Regions from separate parts of the Sus scrofa genome. Here regions 1 and 3 are each linked to region 2. Evidence: chromatin contacts called from public HiChIP or PLAC-seq data. All regions are on one chromosome and are shown on one strand. The core of a region is the stretch at or near the end of the contact, and the rest is flanking DNA. Distances in the headings are between cores, read along the strand shown.

Region 1 (2,700 bases), core at 106-2,605, 650 kb before region 2:
CCTGTGCTATAAAGCATGACCTCATTGCTTATCCACTCCAAATGCAATAGTTTGCATCTACTAACCCCAAACTCCCAATCCATCCCACTACCCTCCCTTCCCCCTTGACAACCACAGGTCTGTTCTCCAAGTCAATGATTTTGTGAAACACTCTTTTATCATCATCTTTTGAAACAGGATTTGAGAAACACTAACCAGGATTTCTTAGGTCTTTTTAGGTGCTAAAATTAAGATTCTTTCTGAAGCCTCTATAGTATAAATGGAGGAGCTAGAAGTAAACATTAGAGTGAGACTCAACTAGGTCACCGAGAGTCAGCTCTGATATAAACTAAGCTAAAGCAATGAGATGTAGAGTGTGTATATGAATGCAGAGGTGGCACAGTTGATGGAGTAAACAGTCTACCCCAGTATCATTCATTGTCTTCTGGGGAGGTAGCCTCCATATTCTTTCTGGATTTGGTTATTTGCAGAGTTAAAATAAAGATTAACTTGAGAAATTTTACCAACAAAAATTCTCCTTGGATCTCCCAGAGATTTGTTTCACAAATTTCGAGTGTCTGCTGTGAGTCAGGGATGGTTCTAGACGCCAGCATGATGCCCCTGATGTGGGTCAGAATCCCTTGTGCCTGTAGGGCAGTCTGAGCAAGAGCAACTCATGTATCCACCAGCAGATGGCAGTAGTAGTCAGGTTTTAAAGCATCATATTGGCTTTAGGAATAAATGGAAATAGCAAAACATTTTTAACCCAACCTGTTAATCAGAGCTACTCCATGGTTGATGTATGACCTTGGGACAGTCATTTATCCTCTCTGGAGAGAAGTTTCCCTCTCTGAATATTGGAGAAAATAAAAATTGTCTTGAGGATTAAATGAGAAAATACATTTAAATTGCTCAGCGTGAAGGAAGGACTCATAAATGTTTTTGTTCAGTATGATCGATAGTGTTCTCATGCCACCTGACAAAAGCTCAATTTGCCAAAATAGGAATAAAATCAGTTAAAAGAGGTACTTCTTCATAGAGCAATAATAATATTAACAGAGAAAAAGATCATAGCAACTAAAAATATTTATATTCAGCTAGCAATGCACACTTAAGGTAATCATCTGAAAAAAAAAGCCAGAAATTGGGCAGACTTTTTAAATTCTGCTTTTCTCACAAGTTACTTTTAGAGTATCTTGGTTGTCTGATTAACTCCCCAGTTGTGCTGACTCAAAGTGTGAATTATTTGTAAATTTCCTAGTTATCAGAGGGGTATTTGGCTTGCTAATGGACTTCCTACCTAGATAGCCAACAGAGAATGAACAGTGTGACTTTAGCTTATTGTTTCATGGACAAAGGAGACAATTGTTTCAAGACCTCCTGACCTCTAGAATGACTCAGAATTTAAAAGCCTCAGAGTCAGCTTACTTCACTTCTAGAAAAGATGTGGGGGAGAAAAACTGGCAAATGAAGTGGGGGTTGAGGGGTGTGTAGGAGGGGACACTTTCATATGCTTTTGAGAACTGCTGAAACAACAGAGGTTCCCCAAACTGGGACCCTGTTTCTAGAGCTAATCCAGATAATGCAAGTAGAGGTGTTTGTTTTTTTTAATAGGGCCACACCCTCAGCATATGGAAGTTCCCAGGATAGGGATCAAACTGGAGCTACAGATGCCAGCCTATGCCACAGTCACAGCACCTTGGGATCCGAGCCACATCTACACCATAGCTCATAGGAAAGCCAGATCCCCGACCCACTGAGCAAGTCCGGGGATGGAACCCACATTCTCATGGATACTAGTCAGATTTGTTTCTGCTCCGCCACAACGGAAACACCTAGAGGTGTTTATTGAATGAATTCATCCATATGGAAATAATTAAGATGCTGTGGGGTAGAGATAATTTCCATACAATCTCAAGAGTTCAGTCAAAGTGGCAATCTGCATTTCCATTTGCTGTCCACACATCCCCTACTTCATCTACCGACAAAAAGTGATGTCTCACAGATAGGTTGTTCTTTTGGGAAGAGCTCCACCTGCACTGATGACAACAAAGCAACAATATTCTCATTTTTACAAAAATTCATGGGATGAAATTGAACAAAGGAAAAATAGATTATAAATAGTGCTGATGAAATATGTCAAGGGCTTTTTAAGTGGTAGCTTTTTTTTGTTTGTTTGTTTTTATTTTATTTTTGTCTTTCATATGTACTTGCTGCATATAGAATTTCCCAGGCTAGGGGTTGAATTGGAGCTGTAGCTACTAACCTACATCAAGCTCAGGCTCATGGCAATTCAAGATCCTTAACCCTCTGGGTGAGGCTAGGGATGGAACCCCCATCCTCATGGTTACTAGTGGGTTCACTACCACTGAGCCATGACGGGAACTTCTAAGTGGCAGCTATTAATGTTGATAGTCTTCTTCTTTTAAAGCAGACAATTTTTTAGAGCAGTTTTAGGTTCACAGAGAAAATTAAGTGGAAGGCACAGAGCTTTCCCATATATTCCCTGCCCCTATACATTCACAACCCATACCAACATCCAGCACCGGAGTGGTAATATGCTATAACTGATGAACTTACGTGGACAACTCATTCACTCAAAGTCTATAGTTTACAGTGGGGTTCATTTTGCTGTTGTAACATCTAAGGGTTTGGACAAATACACAATGAAATGTATCTCCCATTATAGTATCACCACTGCCTAAAAATCCTCTGTGCTTC
Region 2 (2,700 bases), core at 125-2,624:
GTCCACTCCGATTAATAAACACAGGATTACAGTAAATGACCTGTCTTTCCACAAAAATGCTTTTGCTTTACAAAGTTGTTTTTAAACATTTTCTTTTAAAAGTGGGTTCTTCTGGACTAGAATCCAGAAGATGGATAATGAAGGGATGCATCTCACTACAAACACCAGACAACATGGGAAGAAGTCATTTCTTCCAGGTTAGTAAAACCGAGGCCCATTTTATCATGTTTATCTGAGAGACTGGTAATTCTGGAATAAAACTAGTTGTTCCAGAGATCATTTACATCATGCTATCAATTCATATGAATTAATTAATCATGAAAAAAAGAAATGTACTAAGCACCAAGAGTGGGTGATCCTACAAGGCAGGATTATGTCAAAATTAAGGTGCACCTGGGGCCCTGCCCACAGGAGACTCACAGCTCCTCTCCCCAGGAGATAAGCAGGGGTGTCTGCTCTTCTTTCCTCCAAGCAACAAGCTCAGGCTGTGTCTTCCAGGCCTGTGTGAGTCTATCTATGCTATGGAATTGGGATTTTTCTCTGGGCAGGTTGAGAGAGGGCACCTTCCCTGGATCTTCCTCGCCTACCACAGGGCTTCCCACCATAGAACTAACAGGCACTAATCATAATCTGTTTGGGCACCTTTCCTCCGTTGTACAAGGAGGGCAACAGACCAGGTCATCCCTACAAGTACACAAGTTTTCTTGCCTTAAATATTATTCACAACTTTGCTCATATTTTCCTTTTTCTGAGAGACAATTTCAACTACACACAGAAATCTGAAAAGGCTCCTGAGTCACAATCTCCAATCCCAAACCTTGTTAGTTCTGATCCAGTATTTTGTTCCACAGCCAAAGCTTCTCCAATTCATGGAGGTGTCACAATTAATACTCACAGAATCCTTGGAGACGTGACCATTGTTCAGAGTTCACTGTCACCAGTAGCCTTTCAAGCCTTGCTCTAGGGTCCTGATTGAATTGATTACTTTTTTTTAGAAAGTCTCTTCACTTAGCAATGAAACGATTAGCAGATGGAGACCCTTAGGCTGCTGATAATGTTTTTTTCCTCTGACTTCCCCTCAAATTCTTCTCTCCCCTTAATGGAGCTCTGATTGATTAGTAATTATCCTCCAACCCAAAAAGAAGAAATGCACTTACCTTCACCATTAAACCAGTATTGTAAGACCTAGACTATAAGGCTACCTTGAAGAAAGAAAGAGTTTTCATCCCTTCTTCACTTTCAAATAATTCCACAATTTCACAAGGATAAATAATGCGTCACATGGCAGGCAGGTTTAGCCCTACATCCTCAGAGCAGAGAGTCTGGGTTTGGTTTTGCTGCTTAATTTTTAACTTCATTTTAAGTTCTCACTGATAGAATGAGTATCTCAAAAGATGACACTATGTTTTGCTGCTTTGAACTCTGCATACAGCTTAAAATGTCAACAAGCCTTTTTCCTGAAAGAGCGAGCAGGCATGGAAGAAAGAGCAGGGCTCCTGGAACTGGAGAGAAGTCAACCCCATCTTCACTTCCTAGTGTTTTCTGTCTCCTTGGACAAGTCATTTAAGCTCTTTTGAGTTGGTTTCTCCATAAGTAAAGCAAGGGTTATAATGCTCAACTCATGGGGATATTGGGCAAGTTAAATGAAATACATATGCTAACTGGTAGTAGGTCCTCAATAAATGAGATGTTCCCATTAAAGAATATTGTTAAATCAGCTAGGTTTTCTTTAAGCACTTGGGGCCCACAGCTTAATAAATGTGAACTTTGACCACTCTGATATCTTCCCATGAAGCTACCCTGCAGGCTTCCTTCCTGTTTCATATCTGTGCTCTTTCTAATCCAGTCTCGGCTCGAATCTTGATATTTGGACTTGTTCTTAATTTGTGATTCTTAAATTTTGGACTGTGGCTGCTACTGGGTCTTCCCAGCTTGATTCTCAACCCTTATAAAATGAAGTCTTGCTCTTTCTGCTTTTATTAGCTTCAAATTGCCTTAGTTGATTTTCCTTGCCTGAGTTAGTCTCGCCACACTCCCACAAGGAACCTACTGGAATTTTGCTACTTGGTTCCCCTGTATTAGGGCTCTGCTGCTGTAATCAATTACCACAAACTTAGTGACTTAAAACAACACGTATTTACAGTTCTGGAGGTCAGATGTCCAAAATGGATTTCACTGGGTCCAAAATCAAGATGTCGTAGGGCTACACTCTCTCTGGAGGCTTAGGAGAGAGTTTATTTCTCTACCTTTTCTAACTTCTTGAGGTCACCTGCCTTCCTTGGCTCATGGCTGCTTCCTCCATCTTTAGAGGCAGCAGTATAACATTTTCAAATCTTTCTAACTCTGGCACTCCTACCTCCCTAAGAACTTTCTATAATTATATTGGGATCATTTGGAAAATCTAGGATAGCTTTCTTGTCTCAAAATCCTGAAGTCAGGAGTTCCTGTCGTGGCTCAGTGGTTAACGAATCCGACTAGGAACCATGAGGTTGCGGGTTCGATCCCTGCCCTTGCTCAGTGGGTTAACGATCCGGCGTTGCCTTGAGCTGTGGTGTAGGTCGCAGATGCGGCTCAGATCCTGCGTTGCTGTGGCTCAGGCGTAGGCCGGCAGCTACAGCTCCAATTAGACCCCTAGCCTGGGAACCTCCATATGCCGTGGGAGCGGCCCAAGAAATAGCAAAAAGACAAAAAAAAAAAAAA
Region 3 (2,700 bases), core at 21-2,520, 630 kb before region 2:
TAAATAAACTGCCAACATTTGAGAAATAGTAGGGAGTCTGAGGTCCAAAGCTCTAAGACCAATCAGTTAACAAATCTTTATTGAACATATATTTGGCACAAGTTTGCTGAGGAGGTTCAAAAATCTGAGATAACATCCCTTAAATGGCCTCCAGTCAGAGTTCCCACAGTGACACAGAGTTCCCAAGGTGGTTAAGAATCTGTCTGCTGAGGCGCCATTCCACCCCACCCCACGCAAGGCGGCAGATGGATCAGGCCCTGGAGCAGTGGGTTAAAGGATCTGGCTCTGCCACAGCTTCAGGGTAGGTCGCAGCTGCTTCTCGGAATCAATTCCTGGCCGGGGAACTTCCATATGCCAGTAGGTGCGGTTATTAAAAAATAAAAATAAATCACCTAGGGTCTAGTTGGGCAGACAAACCCAAACTCAGGGAGCGATGCAAGTGTTGAATAGTAAAACTAGAGAAATATACGAGTAATTAAACAAGGCGCTGTGTGGCTGAGCTTAGAAAGCAGTGTTACAGGCAATAGACTCTAGTGGTTTTGAATAAAGGGATCATAGTCATCTGAAAAACTCTGGAGAATCTTCTCCAAAGAAGGTACACATTGGGCTGGAATCAAAAACACAGATAAGAATCAGATAATCTTAAAAGGAAGAGAAAAGCAAATGGCAAAACAGTTTTGGAGTGCCCGGTTGTTAAGCATGCGGAGTGGGAGAGGTTAGAAGGGTGGGGAGGGACCAGATAGGTAAATGCTTCATTGGGAACACCTTGCTGAGAGGCTGAAGATTATTCTTGGGGATCCAAGGTCGACGGCAGTGTTTAAAACTAGATTATCAATCAAAGCGTAGGGATGCCCTTTGCTTTTCTCTCTCCTCTCCTTCTGTCCTGTAAAAACAACCAGATTCCACAGGCATTCCCAGCCGTCAGGCAGTAAGGCAGCAATTGCGGCGCTCCAGTGATTCCTGCCCTTAAGTTGTTCCTCCGGGGGTGGGGCCCAGGGAAAGCTGGAGGGAGCTGGGCCGGGCAGGATCAGACCTATCAGCAGGCTTATTCCGGGGTTTGAGAATAACGCTCAGCTGCCCCATTATGCCCCGGGGTTAAAAGAGGTTCCGCAGCGAGTGAAAGGCATTTTCCGGGCGCTCTCCCATTTGGAATGTCTGAGATGGCAACCGGCGGCGGCGCGCCCGCGGAGCACACACAAAAAGTGTTTTCTCACCATATGGTTAGTGTTTACAGGGTTCGTCTAGCTCCCGCTCCCCGAAATGGAAAATTAATAACGTTGAGGAAATGCCAACATGTCACAGGAGGGCTGAAAAAGGAAAGGGCGTAGAGGGGTCCCAGAAAGAGGCGGTTTCCCTGCAGATGGGTCTGCGGAATCTGCGCGGGTCTGCAGCTTCCCAACCCCTGGCGCCCTCGGCCCGCGGGGATGCGGGATCGGGAAGCCCAGGCCCACCCCGCTGTCCTCCCCAGCAGCCAGCAGATGGCTCCAGGGCTTCTCGCCTCTCCTTCGCCCCCTCTCCATGCACCAGGCTTCGGCGGTTCGGGAGGGAGGCTGCTAGGAGGGGCGCCGTGCCCGCCGCCACAGGCCGGCGCCGCGTGCCTCCGGGCTGTGCGCCCCGCGCCGGGGAACGTGTGCCCGGGCGCCGGAGGCCGGCCTGGGACGCTGGCGGAGGTCGGGTCTCGCGAGGTGAGGAGGAAACGCAGGAGGAGGAGAAGGAGGAGGAGGAAAAGAAGGAGGAGGAGCGCCGGAGCTGCCCCCGCCTCGCCGGAGCCCGGCAGGAGCGCGAGGAAACCCTGGTCCCCCGCCCCGCGCCGCTCTCCCCGCCTCTCCCCACGCCTTCCGCTTTCACCTAGGGCCGTAGGTGCGGCGCCGGGACCGGGCGGGAGCTGCCAGTGGCCGGAGCAGTGCCGCCGCCAGCCGGGAGCCACGAGCCGGGAGCCCGAGCCAGCGCCGCAGCGGCCCCGCGCCCGCTCCCAATCCAGCTGGGGTCTCCGTTCCGCCGCCGGGAACTGCAAGGAGGCGTCATGTAGCAGCAACCGTAAACCCACCTTGGATTTTGTAACTCTTTTTTTTTTTTTTTTTTTTTTGTGGGGCTTGGGGACGCGGCAGAATTCTATCTCCGCCCCCGCTTTCTTGCTTATTCCTATTTGCACGCTGCATTTGCCTCTAAGAAATTGAGGGGCTCGGGGGGAGGGCGGGGGGCCGTAAATCAGAGTTGGATCTGCAGCACCCCCCGCACCTAGAGGGCCACCATGACCGAGGAGAGCTCCGAGGTGCCCGGGGAGTTGATAGGTAAGAGTCGCGCGGTTGTTGATTTTCCTTTTGCCGCTGCGCCCCCATCACCTCCACCTCCCTTCCCACCTCTGCCTTCCCGCACGTCCTGCCGAGTCCCGGCGCCCCTGGGGTCCGAGTGGAGTCGGACAGGGTCGCTGGGGGGCGCCGGGAAGTTTGCTCCCATCCAACCGCCGGAAAAGCCGAGTCCGGAGAGGGCCGGCGTGGGGAGGAATGGGGAGCCCCGCGAGCGCACTCCGCGGGTCGGCTCGGAGCCCCCCGGCGCCTCCTCCCGCCGCAACCTTCGGGGGTGGGGGGGGTCTAGGCTGGCGGAAGAAGGGGGCGGGCTGCTGGGTCTGGGGAGTTCTGGAAGCGAGCAGAATCCTTTACTGCGCCCAGCCCAGTGCCCCCAACTCGGGAAGTCTAGGAA

What was found. HiChIP or PLAC-seq counts read pairs in DNA pulled down with a chosen protein or histone mark.
Region 1: an H3K27ac HiChIP or PLAC-seq map of alveolar macrophages shows a contact between it and region 2. The contact joins the enhancer-like site here to the promoter of SLC17A2 in region 2. A contact is called at or near these places in 14 of 47 Hi-C or Micro-C datasets (alveolar macrophages, blood, brain and 9 more) and 1 of 2 datasets of contacts at active chromatin or transcription factors (alveolar macrophages).
Region 3: a contact with region 2 is called in an H3K27ac HiChIP or PLAC-seq map of alveolar macrophages. The contact joins the promoter of CARMIL1 here to the promoter of SLC17A2 in region 2. A contact is called at or near these places in 3 of 47 Hi-C or Micro-C datasets (alveolar macrophages, embryonic fibroblasts and mesenteric adipose tissue) and 1 of 2 datasets of contacts at active chromatin or transcription factors (alveolar macrophages).

The regions. Positions count from the first base shown.
Region 1 is chr7:20,015,081-20,017,780 of Sscrofa11.1, forward strand. No RefSeq gene overlaps it. Among named protein-coding and RNA genes, the nearest start is that of CARMIL1, 20 kb to the right of the region's middle. Within about 2 kb of position 1,356, at least 4 of the 83 cell types and tissues checked have an H3K27ac peak or open chromatin away from gene starts, as enhancers often do. A contact at or near this core is called in alveolar macrophages, where this site is marked.
Region 2 is chr7:20,662,124-20,664,823 of Sscrofa11.1, forward strand. It overlaps SLC17A2 (sodium-dependent phosphate transport protein 3), which reads right to left and starts at 1,375. Exons shown (of 21, transcript XR_002345599.1): 1 at 1,158-1,375. All of the region lies in intron 1 of LOC110261475 (a long non-coding RNA gene), which reads left to right.
Region 3 is chr7:20,035,160-20,037,859 of Sscrofa11.1, forward strand. It overlaps CARMIL1 (F-actin-uncapping protein LRRC16A), which reads left to right and starts at 1,271. Exons shown (of 37, transcript XM_013977486.2): 1 at 1,271-1,685. The coding sequence starts at 1,286.